6 separate regions of the Mus musculus genome follow, and all the other regions are linked to region 5. A link is a contact called in public HiChIP or PLAC-seq and promoter capture Hi-C data. All regions are on one chromosome and are shown on one strand. The core of a region is the stretch at or near the end of the contact, and the rest is flanking DNA. Distances in the headings are between cores, read along the strand shown.

The links. Promoter capture Hi-C pulls out the DNA fragments that hold promoters and counts their contacts. HiChIP or PLAC-seq counts read pairs in DNA pulled down with a chosen protein or histone mark.
Region 1: a promoter capture Hi-C map of hematopoietic stem and progenitor cells shows a contact between it and region 5. The contact joins the promoter of Camsap3 here to the promoter of Snapc2 in region 5. A contact is called at or near these places in 10 of 39 promoter capture datasets (the HPC-7 cell line, cranial neural crest, embryonic stem cells and 3 more), 8 of 115 datasets of contacts at active chromatin or transcription factors (embryonic stem cells, extraembryonic endoderm stem cells, fetal liver and 1 more) and 1 of 9 other capture datasets (embryonic stem cells).
Region 2: a contact with region 5 is called in a promoter capture Hi-C map of pre-B cells, with 2.6 times the contacts expected there. The contact joins the promoter of Insr here to the promoter of Snapc2 in region 5. A contact is called at or near these places in 2 of 39 promoter capture datasets (cranial neural crest and pre-B cells), 4 of 115 datasets of contacts at active chromatin or transcription factors (astrocytes, bone marrow-derived macrophages, double positive thymocytes and 1 more) and 1 of 9 other capture datasets (adipose tissue).
Region 3: a contact with region 5 is called in an H3K27ac HiChIP or PLAC-seq map of extraembryonic endoderm stem cells, with 4 times the contacts expected there. The contact joins the promoter of Trappc5 here to the promoter of Snapc2 in region 5. A contact is called at or near these places in 15 of 39 promoter capture datasets (the 3T3-L1 cell line, the C10 cell line, the HPC-7 cell line and 8 more), 1 of 15 datasets of contacts at CTCF or cohesin (embryonic stem cells), 17 of 484 Hi-C or Micro-C datasets (CD4 T cells, CD8 T cells, cerebellum and 7 more), 14 of 115 datasets of contacts at active chromatin or transcription factors (astrocytes, bone marrow-derived macrophages, embryonic forebrain and 7 more) and 4 of 9 other capture datasets (adipose tissue, liver, macrophages and 1 more).
Region 4: an H3K27ac HiChIP or PLAC-seq map of embryonic stem cells shows a contact between it and region 5, with 7 times the contacts expected there. The contact joins the promoter of Rps23rg1 here to the promoter of Snapc2 in region 5. A contact is called at or near these places in 8 of 39 promoter capture datasets (the HPC-7 cell line, cranial neural crest, embryonic stem cells and 2 more), 7 of 115 datasets of contacts at active chromatin or transcription factors (embryonic stem cells, extraembryonic endoderm stem cells and stem cell-derived neural progenitor cells) and 1 of 9 other capture datasets (embryonic stem cells).
Region 6: a contact with region 5 is called in an H3K4me3 HiChIP or PLAC-seq map of bone marrow-derived macrophages, with 4 times the contacts expected there. The contact joins the promoter of Zfp358 here to the promoter of Snapc2 in region 5. A contact is called at or near these places in 12 of 39 promoter capture datasets (the C10 cell line, the HPC-7 cell line, cranial neural crest and 9 more), 1 of 15 datasets of contacts at CTCF or cohesin (large pre-B cells), 3 of 484 Hi-C or Micro-C datasets (embryonic stem cells and muscle stem cells), 14 of 115 datasets of contacts at active chromatin or transcription factors (bone marrow-derived macrophages, embryonic forebrain, embryonic midbrain and 6 more) and 4 of 9 other capture datasets (adipose tissue, embryonic stem cells, liver and 1 more).

Annotation. Positions count from the first base shown.
Region 1 is chr8:3,586,025-3,588,724 of GRCm38.p6, reverse strand. Camsap3 (calmodulin regulated spectrin-associated protein family, member 3) reads right to left here and starts at 1,275. Exons shown (of 17, transcript NM_027171.3): 1 at 766-1,275. The coding sequence starts at 913.
Region 2 is chr8:3,278,296-3,280,995 of GRCm38.p6, reverse strand. Insr (insulin receptor) reads left to right here and starts at 1,379. Exons shown (of 21, transcript NM_010568.3): 1 at 1,379-1,967. The coding sequence starts at 1,868.
Region 3 is chr8:3,675,112-3,677,852 of GRCm38.p6, reverse strand. It overlaps Trappc5 (trafficking protein particle complex 5), which reads right to left and starts at 1,376. Exons shown (of 2, transcript NM_025701.4): 1 at 1,250-1,376. Gm45231 (a long non-coding RNA gene) reads left to right here and starts at 1,454. Exons shown (of 2, transcript XR_870093.2): 1 at 1,454-1,626.
Region 4 is chr8:3,566,701-3,569,400 of GRCm38.p6, reverse strand. It overlaps Rps23rg1 (ribosomal protein S23, retrogene 1), which reads right to left and starts at 1,403. Exons shown (of 6, transcript NM_001024728.2): 1 at 1,305-1,403.
Region 5 is chr8:4,251,818-4,254,599 of GRCm38.p6, reverse strand. It overlaps Snapc2 (small nuclear RNA activating complex, polypeptide 2), which reads right to left and starts at 1,498. Exons shown (of 5, transcript NM_133968.1): 1 at 1,296-1,498; 2 at 199-318; 3 at 1-49. The coding sequence starts at 1,478.
Region 6 is chr8:3,491,771-3,494,470 of GRCm38.p6, reverse strand. Zfp358 (zinc finger protein 358) reads right to left here and starts at 1,333. Exons shown (of 2, transcript NM_080461.2): 1 at 1,162-1,333.

The DNA.
Region 1 (2,700 bases), core at 26-2,525, 670 kb after region 5:
TGGCTTCAATAAGAGAAGGCCTGGCCGCCCGAGCTGCCACCCTAGAACAGCTGGTGAATGAGCCATTTATGCCTACCTGAATCCTCAGGAAAATGTGGCAATAAGTCACAACTGCCAGCCTTTACGGGGCCATCGAGACGAAAGAGTGGTCCCAGACACACCACACACACACACACACACACACACACACACACACACACACACGCTGGCCACCGGCAAGGCAGGGTTTGTGTCCCAGTCACTGAGCTGTAGCTCTGATCTCTTAAAACGCTCCTTGCGGGGTCCAAGCCACCGCGTACACGTTGTGAGGGTAGATAGGGAAGGTGGGGGTAGGAGGAACCATCACAGGCTTCTGATGTGTGTGAAAGGGGAGTTGGCCATGCAGTTAGGCCCTGGGGTCTGAGGAGTGGGGTGGGAGGCGGGAAGCAGAGGACTACCAGGAGACCCTTCCCCCACCACACACAAAATTGGTCTGCAGACCCCACCCCTGCTCACCTGGGGGCTCTGATCCCGGGGTCCCAAGGCGCACAGCCTCTTGGCGGGCCCCACCCCCGACTGCGTTCCAGCGACCCGGGCGGGCAAAGTCCAAGGGCCCCGTCCGAGCAGGAAGCTTGGAGGCCCAGCTTAGCAAAGACCAAAAGCTCGGGGACCCTAGGCAGCCCCGAAGCTATTGTTCCCACGGCCCCGGCTTGGCGCCCCGCCCCCCGCACCTGCCGCGCCCCAGCCTGGCTCCCCCGGTCCCCTCCCCAAAGGCCCTCGGGTTACCTGCTCCCCCGAATGCGGCCCGCAGCACCCACGCCAGACTCGCCGCCGCCTTGGCTCGAGAGAAATCGTACTGGTCCAAAGACTTGATCTCGGGGACCAGGAAAGTCCTCCGCAGTGGCCCGGACCCTGCGGGCGCCGCTTCCACCATGGCGACGCCGGGGTTACGGCCGCCCGGGTCCGCGCGCTCTGATGGGCTGGGCTGCGTGCGCTGCGCTGCGCTGCGCTGCTGCCGAGCCTCCGCCACCCCGAATCGGGTTGCCGCCGCGGCTGCTGCTGTTACTAATAAAGCTGCTGAGGCGCCGCTGAACCAGGTGCGGTCGAGCGCGCTGGCGACGCGGCGTCGACCCCGCCCCAAGGCGGAACCCAGGTGCGCCCCGCCCCCAGATTGGACTCAGTTCTCTCTGGCTCCTGGGTCCACATGGGTCCCCACTGACATTAAAGCTTCCATAGGTCCTCCTGCTGCAAAGGGCGGCAGTGATGGCGGATGAGGGAAGGGCTGCAGAAGAACGCATGTCCCTGTATGCGTTCTCGTGTGTGTGTGTGTGTGTGTGTGTGTGTGTGTGTGTGTGTGTGCGCGCGCGCGCGTGTGTTCCTGCTCACTCCCGGACCCTGGAGAGGCTTAGGGACCCTTTGTCATGGATGTCCATGTAGGCTTTTGATCCCACACATATGCAGGTGGAGTTCACATATGCATATGGAGTTTGTGGCTATTACTATACAGTAAGTTCTAGGCCAACCAGGGCTACACAGCAAGACTCTGTCCTAGTTTAAAAAGAAAATGAATGTGTTTGTATCCACTTGCTTGAGAGTACCTGTGAACATCTCTGTCTATAGGTATCTAGATTTGTGATGTCATCTGTTTGTGAAGGTGACTGTTTCAAACCTGTTGTGGTACAATGGTTTGTATTAAGTGGCTAGGGTTGTGCCCTAGTTGACAGAGTCCTTATCTGGTATGTACAAAACCTTCTCCTCCATCCCAAGCACCAAATAAGCTAGGGATGGTGGTAGGTACATGCCTAGAATCATGGCACTTGGGAAGTGGGAAGAAGAGAATTTTTGTAAGTTCAAGGTGATCCTGGGATACATGAGATAAATAAGTAAAATCAAAGAATTGTGTTGTACAACCTTCTGTGTTCTAAGATTGGAAATGAAGGAAGAGAAAGAGCGGGGGGAGAAAGAATGATGTGAGTCTAAACACATCTATCATATAAGGGTGTAATTGTTGACTCTGTCAGGGCAGGAAGATGGCAGAGATACCAAGTGGGTGTATTTAGGCAGGAGAAAAGCTGTGTATGTGAGATTAGCTCTGTAGGGTTACTAGGTGGATTGCAAATGTCCTGATGTGTACCTTTGATATCTGCAGTATTTGTTGAAGAAAGCCTCTGACTAGATGTAGGTAAGGGTCTGAGAGGATCTGTGTGTTTGCGGGTGTGGTTGTGTGCATGGGGCTTTCTGTGTGTGACTAATGATGTGTAGGTGCATACTTTTTTTTTTTTTTTTTGGTATAAACAGTCTTTTGTGTGTGTGTGTGTTTTCAGGTTCAGCATTCCCAGCTCCATAATACAAATCTATTTATCTACAGAACTGGGTTGGAACACTCACTGTTTGGGGGCCTGTGTTACAGGTGGCTTGAGTGAGGTGAGGCAGAACCTAAGGGACTCCCCTCTGTTGACTAGATGGATCTTAGAAAAAGGCTGGCAGCTATGATTTTATTTTTTTTATTATTTATTTATTTATTTTGGTTTTTCCAGACAGGGTTTCCCTGTGTAACCCTGACTGTCCTGGAATTGACTCTGTAGATCAGGCTGGCCTCAAACTCAGAAATCTACTTGCCTCTGCCTCCCAAATGCTGGGATTAAAGGCATGTGGCACCACTGCCCGGCCCTTGGCAGCTACAAAAACTGCCACATTTTCCTGAGGATTCAGGTGGATATA
Region 2 (2,700 bases), core at 130-2,629, 970 kb after region 5:
CTTTCTGTTTATGTATATGTTTGTATGTGTGTGTTTATGTGTGTGTGTGGTGTGGTGTGCTAGGCCAAAGGTTGACCTTAAGTGTCTTTCTCTATTGCTTGCCACTTTACTTTTATTTTTACCTTTTTTTTTACAGATATTGTCAAACCCATTGCACAGACCAGCAGCCACAGTCCGGGTCTGAGTGAACATGTGAAGCAAAGGATAGAGGACTCTGTACTGCACATATTCCTAAGGCACCGACAGGGTTAGCGCCTCATGATGTGGTTGAGCAGGGCTGCTAGTGAATGGCTTTCTTAGACATACAGCCACCTACTGGTATGTGTGTTGAAAATGGAGTTATGTCTGCTCTGATCCTATATGAAGTTTCTAACGTGTTTCTAGAAGCCTTGTTATGTTCTTCTAGAGTCATTTCCTTATTGATTTCTGCTGGAATTCAGTGCTGGGTGGAGGGGGCGCAGGCCAGGGAATACAGGCTGCCTGCATTGTGGACACGTGGCTGTGGCCTGGAAGCTGGTGCCTCCAAGCTGCTGGGCGGGAGCTCACTGGGGAGGGAACTTGTTGGGCGCCTACTAGCTCCTCGAGAGAGCCAGGGTTGGGAGAATCTCGTAAGACATTGGTAGCATAGGCTGTAAAGAAAAACAGAATCAAAGGTAAAGAATTAAAGTGAATTCCCCACGGGAGTCAAAAAAATAGTAAAAAGGAGTAAAGAAAGACAAAATGTGCTTGGTTGAATCTGGCATCTAGGGGCATATTGGGGTGTTTATGTCCTGGGGTATCTGGCGGCATTTCCAGACTTTAAAATTGTTATTTCGGGGTAATTTGGGGTGTCTAGATCTGGCGGAGATCTAGAGTGTGCTCCAGACCTTTAAATTGGAACCTCGGTGTTACTTGTGTTTGCTGCAGTCAGGAGGGGACCTGGGGGCGTCCCTAGGCTTTTAAACTGGAACCTCAGGCCTGTTTAGTGGTTTTCGAGTCAGGCGGGGATCTGGGGACCCCTAGGTTTTAAAATCGGAACTTTGGGACTCTTTGGGGGCGTTCGTGTCAGGTGCGGATATGGGCAGCTCCGGACGTTTGACAGGTGAGTCTTAGAGTTGTTTGGGTGTTTATGTTACACTGGTATCTGAGAACGCTTACAAGCTTTTAAATCGTAATCTTTCTAAGCCAGCAGTTCGGGGTGTTGGGATTGGAAGAATCTGAAGTGAGCCTCGGGTCTCTGAAGTTGCGGGTTTTACGGGGCAAGGGGGCAAAGGGGCCGAGGAGGCGAGGAGGCGAGGAGGCGTGGCGTTGCCAGCTCTGGCCACGCCTCCCCGAGCTCTGCTGGCTTTCTCCCCCTCCCCCCCCAGCGGGCCTCACTGGAGCGCACAGTCCCTTCCCTGTCTTAATCCGCGCCACCTTTTCCCTTGGCCCGCGCGGGCCCAGCTGACGGGCTGCGTTGTTTACGGGCTGGAGTCGAGCCCTAGCTCCCGCCGCCACCACCAGCCCAGGTGCCCTCCAGTGCGCGCGTCCCTCTGTCTCAGACTCCACACAACGCGACCCACCCAGAGCTGCACGGAGGGCAGAAGCAGGAGACCCGGACAGGAGACGCACCGCGGTGAGCTCTGGACTCTGGGATTGCGGGCACGGGACCGGGCCTGGGTGACCTGCGGGCCGCGCCACGGTGTTGCTTGCGGCCGAGGCCTCTGTGCTCTTCCCGGGACTGTCCCCAGGGCCCTCTAGGCTGGAGAGCTGCGGCCTGTGAGCCACGGGCGTGGAAGAGAAGGACGTGCGGCCCCGAGCGCCTCTCCAGAGACCTTCTCACGGAGTATGTCCCCAGTAGGCCGGCGTGGCGTGCTCTGATCGCCGGGGTCCCAGCACTCCTACTGCTATGGGCTTCGGGAGAGGATGTGAGACGACGGCTGTGCCATTGCTGGTGGCCGTGGCCGCGTTGCTGGTGGGCACAGCCGGCCACCTGTACCCTGGAGAGGGTAAGTCTGGGACAAGAGGCGATCACAGTATGTCGGGGACACTTCTCCCACCGCCCCAGCCAATCTAGAACCCTCACCCTAAGGAGTGAGGGTCGGGGACACCCCTCTCCACCGCCACAGCCAACCTAGAGAATTCTCCCTTTGGGCTGAGTAATGGGGACAACCCTTCCCATTGCTCCATACAACTTAGAGCCCCCCAGGCCCCACCAAGGAGTCAGGGTTACAGACACCCATTTCACCACTCCAGCAATATAGTCCTTTCACGAGAGTTGTGGACATTTCTCGTTCTTCTTCCATCAACCTAGAGCCCCCTCTCCACGGACTGAAGGTTGAAGACTCCCGTAGCGTCCTTGTGTCTATGAAGAGTCCCCTCCCTATAGTGATCATCTTTACACTGGGGAAGGGGAAGAGTGGGTTTGGTGGCCCTGGCCCTGCGTGAAACCCCGGCTGACCTTGGCCTTTGCTCACTGGGCTTGTGGCTCTGTACCCCGCGTGTGTCCATCTCGGGTCTGAGGAACCTTGCCCCAGTGCCCGCCCAGGCTTCGGGTGTCTGTCCCCAGTGCACCTCTCAACTGTGTCTGTTCTTTTCTCTAACCCCAAATCTGTCCTCTGAGGCTCTTTGAGGTTGCTTTAAGTAAGTATGGTTACTGGGTTGCAACAGATTCAGACATCTGAGCAGTTTAAACCCAAAGCCAGGGGTATCCTCTTCGACGGAGGACACTTGTTGGAGAAT
Region 3 (2,741 bases), core at 127-2,626, 580 kb after region 5:
CTGGCATGTGGCAGGGGAATGGTTAAAACTTAAGGTGCCACACATGATGAATGCACACCTTTAATCCCAGCACTCAGGAAGCAGAGGCATCTCTGTGAGACTGAGGACAGCCAGAGCTGTTACACAGAGAAACTGTCTCAAAAAAATTTAATTAGTCAATCAATCAATCAAAAAGGTGGAATACAGAGAGGCCACAAAACTGGAGGAGCACACCTGCAGCCCCAGCACTCCAGAGACTGAGGCAGTAAGATGGCAGAAAGTGGCCAGCCCGGGTGAGTTCCAGGACTGCCTAGAGCACAGTGAGACCCTGTGCAATGGTTCGTCTTCACGACCTAGATTTAGAATCACCATGAAAACACGTCTCTGGATTTCCAGAGGGAAGACCCAGTATGAATACAGGCATCACCACCCTAAGGTAAAAAGAAGGAAGTGATCTTGGCGCCAGCATTCGACTGTGGATGCAATGCCAGCGGCCTCATGCTCCTGAAACCATGTGTCAATAGCCGAATAAACAGACCTTTCCTTCTTCTGGTTGCTTTTGTCGGGTATATATGACCACAACAAGAAGGAGAAAAGCACTAATACACTCTGTCTTTAAAGCGGGGGCGGGACATTGGTGAATGGAGAGGGGACAAAGGACAGTCAATTATGTTTTCCCTAGCCGGCATGTGCTCCAGCTCTGACTACCCTAGAGACCTTCCTGCCCAACCCCTCCAGGAAAGCTAGAAAAGTATGTGACAGTAAGGGACACCGGTGAGCCAAGGCCAAGCCAGGAGGGGGTGCAAAAAATTCCCAACCCTGTAACATGAGGTTGGGGAGCGGCGGAAGTGTCTATTTGTCATGAAGGAAGCCGTTTCCACGGTGACCCTTAACTCTAAAAGAGATCCCGTCGGAACTCATACTCCCACAAAGTCTCTAGAAAACTGCACGGATGATGGGGACACTAGTGGAGGAGGCAGGAGGAAGCGGTGAGAGCCTCTGGGCCTCCCGTGCCGGCAGCCGGGAGTCACAACAGTGAATGGAGACCACCAGGTGAAGCCTTCATGGCTTCTGGAGAATGGATTGGAGCCGACAACCCTCCCCTACAAAGCATGTCCCACGGGCCAGGTCTTGGGAGATTAGGATGGACCGTCCGGCTCCCCAGCTGGGGAAAGGAACCGTGCAGAATGCTCGACTGGGCTGCTCTAGGACGCCCGGCCGGGACCGCGGAACCCGCATCACCCCCAGGGGAAACCCAAAGCAGACTGACCCGGGAACGCTGCTCCGGACGCACAGAAAAAAAGACGAGGCCCGAGCGCGCCGGAGAAGGTTCTCGGGCGGGGAAAGGTCTCAACCGGAACTGTGCTGCGGGCGGGTCAGCGGAACTCCTTGATGGCGTCGTAAAAGGCCTGTGAGTGCGCAGGCGTGCGCGGGCTAGCTCGTTTGCGCACGGAGGGCGGGGCAATGCGGTGACCGAGAGGGGCCGCAAGGGGGCGCCCGTGTCCAAGCCCCGCGGCGCAGAACGCTGGTGGGCACTGGGCTATGAGATCTTGCTATAAAAGCTGGCTTTTGAGCAAGAGTGTAGTATGCAAAGTATTCTATCCCAGGAGCACGTGCATGCCCTCGGGCACGTATCTTCTTAAGTATGTAAGTACGTGAACTGTAGACGTGATGTATTTACACGCAATTTCCCCTGACACGTGATTTTTTTTTTACCAGTGGGTGAAGGAGAACGCTTGATCTGGGGGTGTTTTTCCATCTTTCACAGATGGTGTAGCTGCAGTGTTTTAGAAGTAGTAGTAGTTTTACCTGCGGAGGCGTCTGACCATCCTTATCCTCCCTTTGTGTGTCAGTGTGTCTCATGTGCCCAACACTCCTGTGTGCAGAGACCAGAGGTTGACACTGAGTCTATCTCTATTGCTCTGGAACTTATTTTAAGACAGGGTCTAACTACTGGACCTGGGGTAACCATTTCTGCTAGCTGTCAAGCATCTCAGAAAATCCTTCTGTCTGCCCCACAAACACCTCACTGGCTGGCAGTTCTGGGGTTACAGGTGTGACCAACACACCCAGCAATTTTTTTTTTTTAATGTAGGTACTCAGGATCAAACTCAGATCTTTACAATTGTACTTTATCTATTAAGACACCTCCCCAGCCCCTTAATTTTTTGTGCTGTATATTGGTTGGTTGGTGGTTGTTTGAAACAGTCTTGCTATGTAGACCAAGATGACAACAAAATTAAGGTGATATATGTGCCCAGAGCTTCCCGTGTTTAGCTGATCTTTTTAAGAGGAAACACAAGCGGCAGAAAGAATGTAGGTCATTTTCTCCTGGAGTCTATTCATATCTCCAACCTGCATAAGTCAGGTGCAGGTTTAATTATGTCTTTTACAATGCTGCAGATGAAACCCAGGGCCTCACAATGGCTAGGCAAGTGCTTTACAGATGAACCATGCCACTGCCCCATATGCTTAATTTAAAAATTCATAGCATTGACTGAGACAGATGCAGATACTTACACCCAACCATTGGACTGAAGTCGGGGACCCCTATGTTTGAATTAGGGGAAGGATTGAAGAAGCTGAAGGGGAGAGCATGACCCCACAGGAAGACATTCTTACTCTCTCTGACTCTCTTCCCTCCCTGACCCCTTTCTCCCTCTCTCCTCATCCCCCTCCCCCTCTCTCCACAGGTTCCTGGCTGGCCTCTCCTCTTCTCTCCGCCTCTCTCTCTCTCTCTCTCTCTCTCTCTCTCTCTCTCT
Region 4 (2,700 bases), core at 154-2,653, 690 kb after region 5:
AAAAACAGTAACAACAAGGGGAATGGCTCCTGAAGAACTATACCCAAGATAGATCTCTATACTACACACACACACACACACACACACACACACCTACACACATGCACACACACACCTACACATATGCACAGACACACCACACATACACACAGACATACCTACACACACAGACACACATGCACACACACACATACACACAGACACACATGCACAGACACACATACACACATACACACATGCACAGACACACACACAAACAAACCTACACACACACATACACATATGCACACACACACATACACACATGCACAGACACACACACAAACAAACCTACACAGACACAGACACACAAACACACATGTACACACACAGACACACATGCCCACATACACACCTACACATATGCACAGACACACATACAGACACACCTACACACACACTCTCACACACACACATCTACACACATGCACATACACACACCTACACACATACACACCTACACACATGCACGCACACACACACACACACACACACACACAGGTTCTTCAAATATAACACCCCGTTGCACTCAGGTAAATAAAGCTGATCATACAAAATCAATACTTACAAACATGAACAAACACGAAGCAGAAACAGTATGTGATCCTCCCAGTCTATCTGCCTCTCTGAGTGCTCACACCTGCGGAGAGTGTCACCCCACTCCAACACAACCACTCAGGACCCACCACTTGTTTGAGCCATAGAAAAAAGCCACAAGAACAGAGGATTGGAAAAAATTTGCATACTGAAGTAAGATATTAAAAGTGTGGAAAGCAACGGAGGCTGCAGGGGGCTTTAAAAAAATCCTCCACCCCACCCCAACGACTGCTTGCTCTGAGGTAGATTGCAGGGATCCGTATGGTGGGAGGGGAGAACCGATTTCTGCAAGTTCTCCTCTGAACTCTACACGCACATATAGACACACACAAAGTAAATAAACAAATATATACTAAAATAATATATATACAAAGCTGCGTTCTTTAACTTCTTCCTTCCTTCCTTCCTTCCTTCCTTCCTTCCTTCCTTCTTTCCTTTCCCCCCTCCCTCTCTTCTCTCTTCCTTTCTTTCTTTCTTTTTCTTTCTGAGGCAGGGTCTCATTTTGTAGACCTGGCTGTCCTGAAACTTGCTGGCCTATATAAACCAGGCTGGCCTTGAATACACAGAGTTCTACGCGCCTCTGCCTTCAAAGTCCTAGTAATACAGTCTAGGGTTCTTTATCCGGTTCGTTTTCTCTGCCAATTCACTAACTAAAAGGCAGGACAAACCTCAAGCACGACAGGTGGCAGTGGAGAAATCTCCAGTCTGCTGACAGCAGCAGAGAGAATCGGCAGTTGAGGACAGGCATTTATCTGGGGTGAGAGAAAGACTCTCTGCAAAGCAGAGAGGTTGACAATGAAGGCTGGGGGTTTAAAGTCTGAGTTTTCTTCCCTACTTTACGGTTGGTCAGTTTGAAGAAAGACAGAGTAGCTGATTGGCTCAGAACTGTTGTGTGACCGTCCTGAGCAGACCTCGGACACCTGACCCAGACCAGCAGCAGAGTCCTGCTGGCAGGAGACAAAAGCATGTAAGGCATTTGTTTTAAGCCTCCAGGCTTTTGTCTCAGCTCAGCAGGGCGAGGAAGAAGCTACCATCCTCGGAGCTTGCTATCTTTGTTACCTAGCTCTGGCCGATCTCCCTCTTGGTCTGCTTATCTGGGAGTCAGTCTAATGGATAATCTTTCACTAGGATTAAAAGTTGTGCAAATCACATGGCGCCCCACCTCCCCTTTTAAGTCAAAGAAAGAGTTACTTATTTATTTTGTTTTTTCAAGACAGGGTTTCTATGTGTAACAACCCTGGCTGTCCTGGAACTGGCTTTAAAGACCAGACTGGCCTCAAACTCACAGAGATCCACCTGCTTCCACCTCACGAATGATGGGATTAAAGAGTGTGCTACCATGCCCAGCAAGTTTTTATCTTGCACGTTTTTAATGTGTGAGAGCAGGTGTGTAGTCTCTCTGTGTGTAGGTCAGAGGATAATTTGTGGAGTCCATTCTACCTTTATGAGGTTTCTAGGGACCTGAACTCAGGTTGGCAAGTGCTTTACCCACTGAGCCATACCCCCAGTCCTATTTGGGGGGTTGGGGGACATGTAAGCCAGGCTGGCCTCAAACACACTAAAAGTGGCCTTCAGCTTCTGCTTTCCACCGCGTGAGTGCTCTGGTTACAGCCATGTCACCAGGTTTGGTTTGCTGTTTGATTGAGGTGGGGCAATGTGCTTGGGTTGGAACCCAGAGCCTCGAACATCCTGAATTTGTTCTGTGCTTCCAGTAGCCCTCCCAGCTGTCCTGTCTAATAATTTCCAACTGTGCCATGAAACAGGACCTTCCACCCACTGCCAGGGGTGTTAAACTTTTCCGCCTTTTACCAGAGCAACTTAGCCAAGTGTATCAAGCACTACAATGAAGCCAGTCAGCTATGAGCCTCTGTTGTCAAGTCTAGTGTTTGTTTTTCCTAAGAACAGGAACAGGGGAAATGGAAGAATGTTCTTACTCGTTTATTGCAATAACACATTGGAGATAATAGGAAGAAATGATTGAGGGCTTAGGGCTGTGGTTAAGTTGGTAGAGCACTTGGCCTGCAAAAAGCCTTGGGTTCCATCCCAAGTATTGACTAAAGCAGG
Region 5 (2,782 bases), core at 249-2,748:
GGGCTTCCTCCATTGGGCCTGTTAGTTTCTCAGCAAGATCCATCCATACCTGGGTGAAGCCAGTTGGTACATGGTCAGTCTAGGGACAAGCCCCCAGGGGTCCCAAGTTTTGCTCTTTCTTGTATTCCTCTGACCAGGTTATCCTCCCTCCCTAAGAAGCCAGCCTTGGCCATCCCCCACCTTGCCCTCCTGCCTCACCTCTACCGGGGCTGGGAGCGGTGTTCCTTGATGCCTTGGCCCCTCTCTGCCACCTGGCTGCATCTTCTGAATGGCCTCTCGAACCACCCGGCCCTTGAGCTGCTGGATAAAGCGACAGATCTGGGGAGGAAGACAGGCTGTGAGCTCAGAAACAGAGGCAAGACCAAAGTCTACCACCTTGCTGTTCTCAGGCCCTGCTACTGCTCCCTCTCCTGGACTAGTCCAGCGTTGTGCATTCCCAGAACTGCTGGGACTTGAGCCAAGGCCCCAGTGTGTGACCAAGCTACCTAATGAAGATGTAAAAGCTAGGCCTATTCTTGTTCCTTCCTGGAGCCATTGTTTGCTCTTATAATGAGAACTAATCTGTTCACTTCCACTCCACTCCATTTTGTAGATTCTCACTTTGGTTGTACTCAAATTAACTTTTTTTGTTGTTATTGCTGATATTTTTTTTTAAGACAGCATTTGCTGTCCTGGAACTATGTAGGTTGGGCTGGCCTTGAACTCAAAGAGGTCCACCAATGAAAGGATCCCAGGTGCTAGGATTAGAGGTGTATGTCACACACCGGGCTACCAACTCTGCCTTAATCCACGCCCCACCCTCTCTTCCACTCACCTCCACTCCCCTACGCTTAGCACGCCGACGTTTCCCGCCCACACTCTACAGCCTCACAACTCTCCACAGCCTTACCCACAGACTCACTCCACCCAGTCGTAACGCCCCACTCCCAGGCTTTCCCACTCACATACCACCTCTTCATGCTCCACTTGCCATATTCACTCACAGACCCGCAGTCGGGCAGCACGCCATCGCAGCCCCGCCCCCGAACTCCTCCCACCCACTGCGCCGCAGCTTTACCAGAGTTTAGCCTCACTCTAAACCTCACTGTCACCCGCCCCTGATCAGTCAGTATTCCTTGGTCACCTCCATGACCCCCTCCTCAAATTCCACCCACACCCCCGCCCTGAACTCCATCTTGCACGCAAATCCCGCGCGCCGCTGAGATCCGCGACGGTCCACCCACCCGGCCAGCTCCACCTTAGCACGGCCGTCCCGCTCCCCGGCCCCGGCCCCGCCCCCAGCACCAGGGCTTCACCTCGGCCTCGCTGCGGCCTCGCAGCTCCTGGGCCAGCTCCGCGGCGTCTGGCTCCGGCTGGCCCCGCCGAGCCTGAAGTAGTCTCAGTAGATGCCGCATCTCGCGGGGGCTCCAAGCGGTGGGGCCCGTAGCTTCACCTACGTAGCGTGCTGGGACCCTCCGCCGTCTCTGCGGTGGCTTCATAGCGGGACACTGCGGGGCTCTTTCCCTAGTGGGCGGGGCTACGGAGGCTGAGGCGGTCTGCAAGAGCACTTCGCGGAAGTTAGCAGACCGGGGGCGTGGCTCGCGTTTGTCTGCTGCCGGGTGTTGCTACAGAGACTGAGGCGGGCAGAGGGATTAGTGTTTTATCTGCGTTTTATGTCACTCGTGAGCTGCAGCAAAAAACTTTAGACCCTATATTTCCGAACTACGTCATGAAGTCCATACTGTGTGCTTTGCTTTTCATAGAGAAGTGGGCAGATGCCCTCAAAAACGTGGGCTTGCCATTTGTGAGGCAGTGTCGCTCTATGTCATCTTGGCTGGCCTGGATCTCGATATGTAGACCAAGCTGGCCTCAAACTCACAAACTCGTCCTCCTGAATGCTCCGTTTAAAGGCACGCTCCTCCACACTTCTTCACCAACCAATCTTCCTTCACCAACCTTTAATGCTCATTTCTAACACAGACATGGTGGCTCACAACCAACTGCAGTGTACACCCATATGGTTTACATACACATACATAAGGGCAAAAGGCATAAATCGAAACAGATCAACCCAAGCTTGCCACTATTCCCAGCATTTGGGAGGCTGAGACAGGAAGGCCGCTGAGTTTACAGGCTAGCCTGGGCTCCAATGAAAACCTGCCTTGCAAGAAAAATAAGTCTGGGTTATGGGGGCAGACAGCCCTAGACACTTCTGAGGGGATATAGTATTGCCAAGCCTGTTTCCTCGTTGGTGGATTAAACCCGGAAGTTCCTTTATTGCTGTATTAGTCAGGGTTCTCTAGAGTCACAGAATGTCTCTCTATTGAGGGAATTTATTGTGATGACTTACAGTCTGCAGCCTGACTAACCCAACAATGGGCAGCTGTGAATGGAAGTCCAAGAATCTAGAAGTGACTCAGTCCCCACGAGGCTAGTTGTTTCAGCTAGTCTTCTGTAGAAGTAGGCTCCAACAGATGTGCTGGCAATTAAGTGCAAGCAGGTGAAGAAGAGTGAGTCTTCCTTCCTCCAATGTCCTTATGTAGGTCTCCAGCAGAAGGTGTGGCCCAGATTAAAGGTGTGTACCACCAAGCCTGGATCTGGGACCTGCTTTGTCCCCAGCTGACCTTGAACTCAGAGATCCCCTTGCCTTCGTCTCCTGGGATTAAAGGTGTGTACTACCTTACGTGGGCCTTTGCTTTTCATGGCCACTATGCCTCAAGATCTCCATGCTAAAATCCAGGTCAGAAACTTGTGTCTTCCAGCCTCAAGATCTGGATCACAGGTGAGCCCTTTAATTCTGGAT
Region 6 (2,700 bases), core at 84-2,583, 760 kb after region 5:
GCATACATGGCCCCCTTCTGGGGAAAGGGGCAGAAGGATCACTAAGAACTCCACAGCCAGAGGGTGGAGAGAGCAGTTAATATAGCAATTTTCCAATTGGCTTATAAGATTGTGGATTTTAACCCCTTGGTGAAGAGCCGGTGATAACTATAGCTTGGGGGGGGGCCTCTGGGGGGTTACAGAGAGAACTGGGGGGTGGGGCACAGAGGGCTGAGGAGGAATGTCTTCAAGGGAAGGGAGTTCCTGAACCACACACTCCTTGATTAGGGTATGAAGACTGTTTTAGGGAAAGAGGCAGATGTGGAGAAAGAGTAACACCTCTCTACCTTGGGGCTAAGTGAACTCTTTGTTGGGCTGGGCTCCAGGGGACTAGGGAGACCTACCTGACCCCAACCTCACAGTCAGGAGATAGTACACAGAGGGGCGCTGAGTTTCCCCCAACAGTTTCTCTACCTAGGCCCAACTGCTGGAGATTAGTGGGCAGTACCCCGGGGTCTCCGCCCAGATTTCTGGAGACAAGGTATTTTTAGATTGCCTTCGAAGGAAGCAGCCTCATGAACTCCCATCTTGAATGGAAACTCACATCTGTCTCGTAGATGTGCAGAGGGCAGGTGCACCCCGATCATCTCTTGGGAAAATGAGCTTCCAGAGCTCTACATCCTAAGACTGAATGTGGAAGATAACAATAACTGGGATTTTTCTTGGGATTCTTGAGGTAACACGACACCTCCCTTCTGAACACACACACACTATGGAGTATAAAGTCCCACATAGGAAGAACAATGCCCCAAGCTTCTCTTGGTTTCCAGAAAAAAAGAACCCCCTTCTGAAACAAGGAGGTGTTCTGTTCTGTGGGTTCCGAGCTAGCGGGCGCCTCCACCCATCCGGATCTCAGATTCACTGTAGATTAGGGGGTGGTCCCGCCGTTGGCCGGATAAACGTACTAGGCCTGAGCTCCTCCGGACCCCCTTCCCACCGCGTCCGCCACCTTGACCCCCCAAGTAGAGCGCTGGCACCATGTACTCTGCAAGGGGTGCGTAGAGATAGCCTGGGGCCGCGCCCCGCACCCTGCTCTTAGTGTTGAGGGGTCTCCTCCCAACCACCTCCCCCTTTTGTCCAGCCTTCCCCAATCCAGCCCGATCCGCTTTCGGGGTCACTCACCCGATGCCCCTCGCCCCTGCCCGGCCTGGCTGCACTCGCGCTGGCCAGCCGGTGTCTCCCCGCCCCAGGCTTGCAGGAAACCCCACCGATCGCCAGACCCGCTGGCGGCCCCCTCGGCCCAGCGGCCCCGCCAGGCACTCCCGGGGAGCGAGAGGGGCCGGCCGAGGGCCGCTGCGGGAGCTGCTGGGACTTGTAGTTCGCTCGAGCCCTCCGCGGCCGGCGCCATCGCTGCCCCCGCGCCGCCCCACCCCACCCCCCCGCCCCCGGGCCAAGCCTTTGTCCCGACCAGGGCCACCCGAGCTGGCGCGCGTCCAGTCTTTGTTTGCGCCCTACCAACCCGCGCCACCCTAACCCTCCATGCACCCATGTGACTTTTCGGGCCCCTTCTCCGACCCCCGATCTTGACTCTCCATCTGTATCTCTGTCTCCATCTGTCCATCTTTCTTCCATTCTGTCCCCTCCTCTCCATCTCTTTCATTATCTTCTTTAAAAAATGGATTCAGTGCCTATGCATGCCGTGTTGCGCATGGGGAAATCAGTAGATAAGTTCCAGGAGTCCGTTCTCTCCTTATTCCATCCCAGGGATAGAACCAGGGTCTGCAGGCTTGGCCGTGCACTTTTACATGCTGAACTATCTCTCCAGTCCTCCTTTTTTCCCCATTCTCCTTCTCTACCGTAATTTATTTTTTCCTCTTTTAATTTCTTTGCCTCTGGCCCAGTCATTTTCTCTGCCTCTGCCTTTTGTCTCTGCCTACCTTTGTCTTGCCTTCTTTTTCATTTCTCTATCTTGTTTCAAACACCAGCTATCATGATACTCAAATTATATAAGCAAGAGGCCGGGGGAGGGTGTGCTTTGAGAAGGCCTGCAATTTAAATATGCACTTGTCTTTTCTTCATCTAGTATTATCTCAGAAAGTTTAGGGCTGTCAAAATGGCTCAGTGGGTGATGGTTTGTGGTAAGACAGGTGGTTAGAGAGGTGACCCAGTCGGTAAACTGCTTGTTGCAGAAGCTGAAGACCTGGCTTGAGATCTCTGTCACCTATGTGGAAGGACAGATTCAGTGGTGGGTATCTAGAATCCTAGCTTTGAGGTGGCTGAGGCAAGAAGACCCAAGGGCTCACTGGCCAGCCAGTCTAGCTGAATCAGTGAGCTCCCAGGGTCATTGTGAGACTGTGTCTCAAAAAGTAAGGTTGGAGGGACAACCAAGTGGCTTAGTGGGTAAAGGTGCTTGGTGAAAGGCCAAGGACCCGAGTCTGATTCCTTAGGACCAACATGGGTGGAAAGATCAAACTATTTTCTAACCTCCACATGGAAGATATACACACACCACTACATAAATAAATGCAATTTTAAAAAATTAAAATAAGGTGGGACCCATTGAGGAAGACACCTGAAGTCAATCTCTCTAGTCCACATATATGTGTAAGTACAAGTTCTCCCCCTCCCCTGTCTCTATCACACAAGTGCACACACACAGAGTTTTTGTTGATAGTAGAATCTTTCACTAATTTTAGGTAACCTTTTGCCCTCTGATCCTTC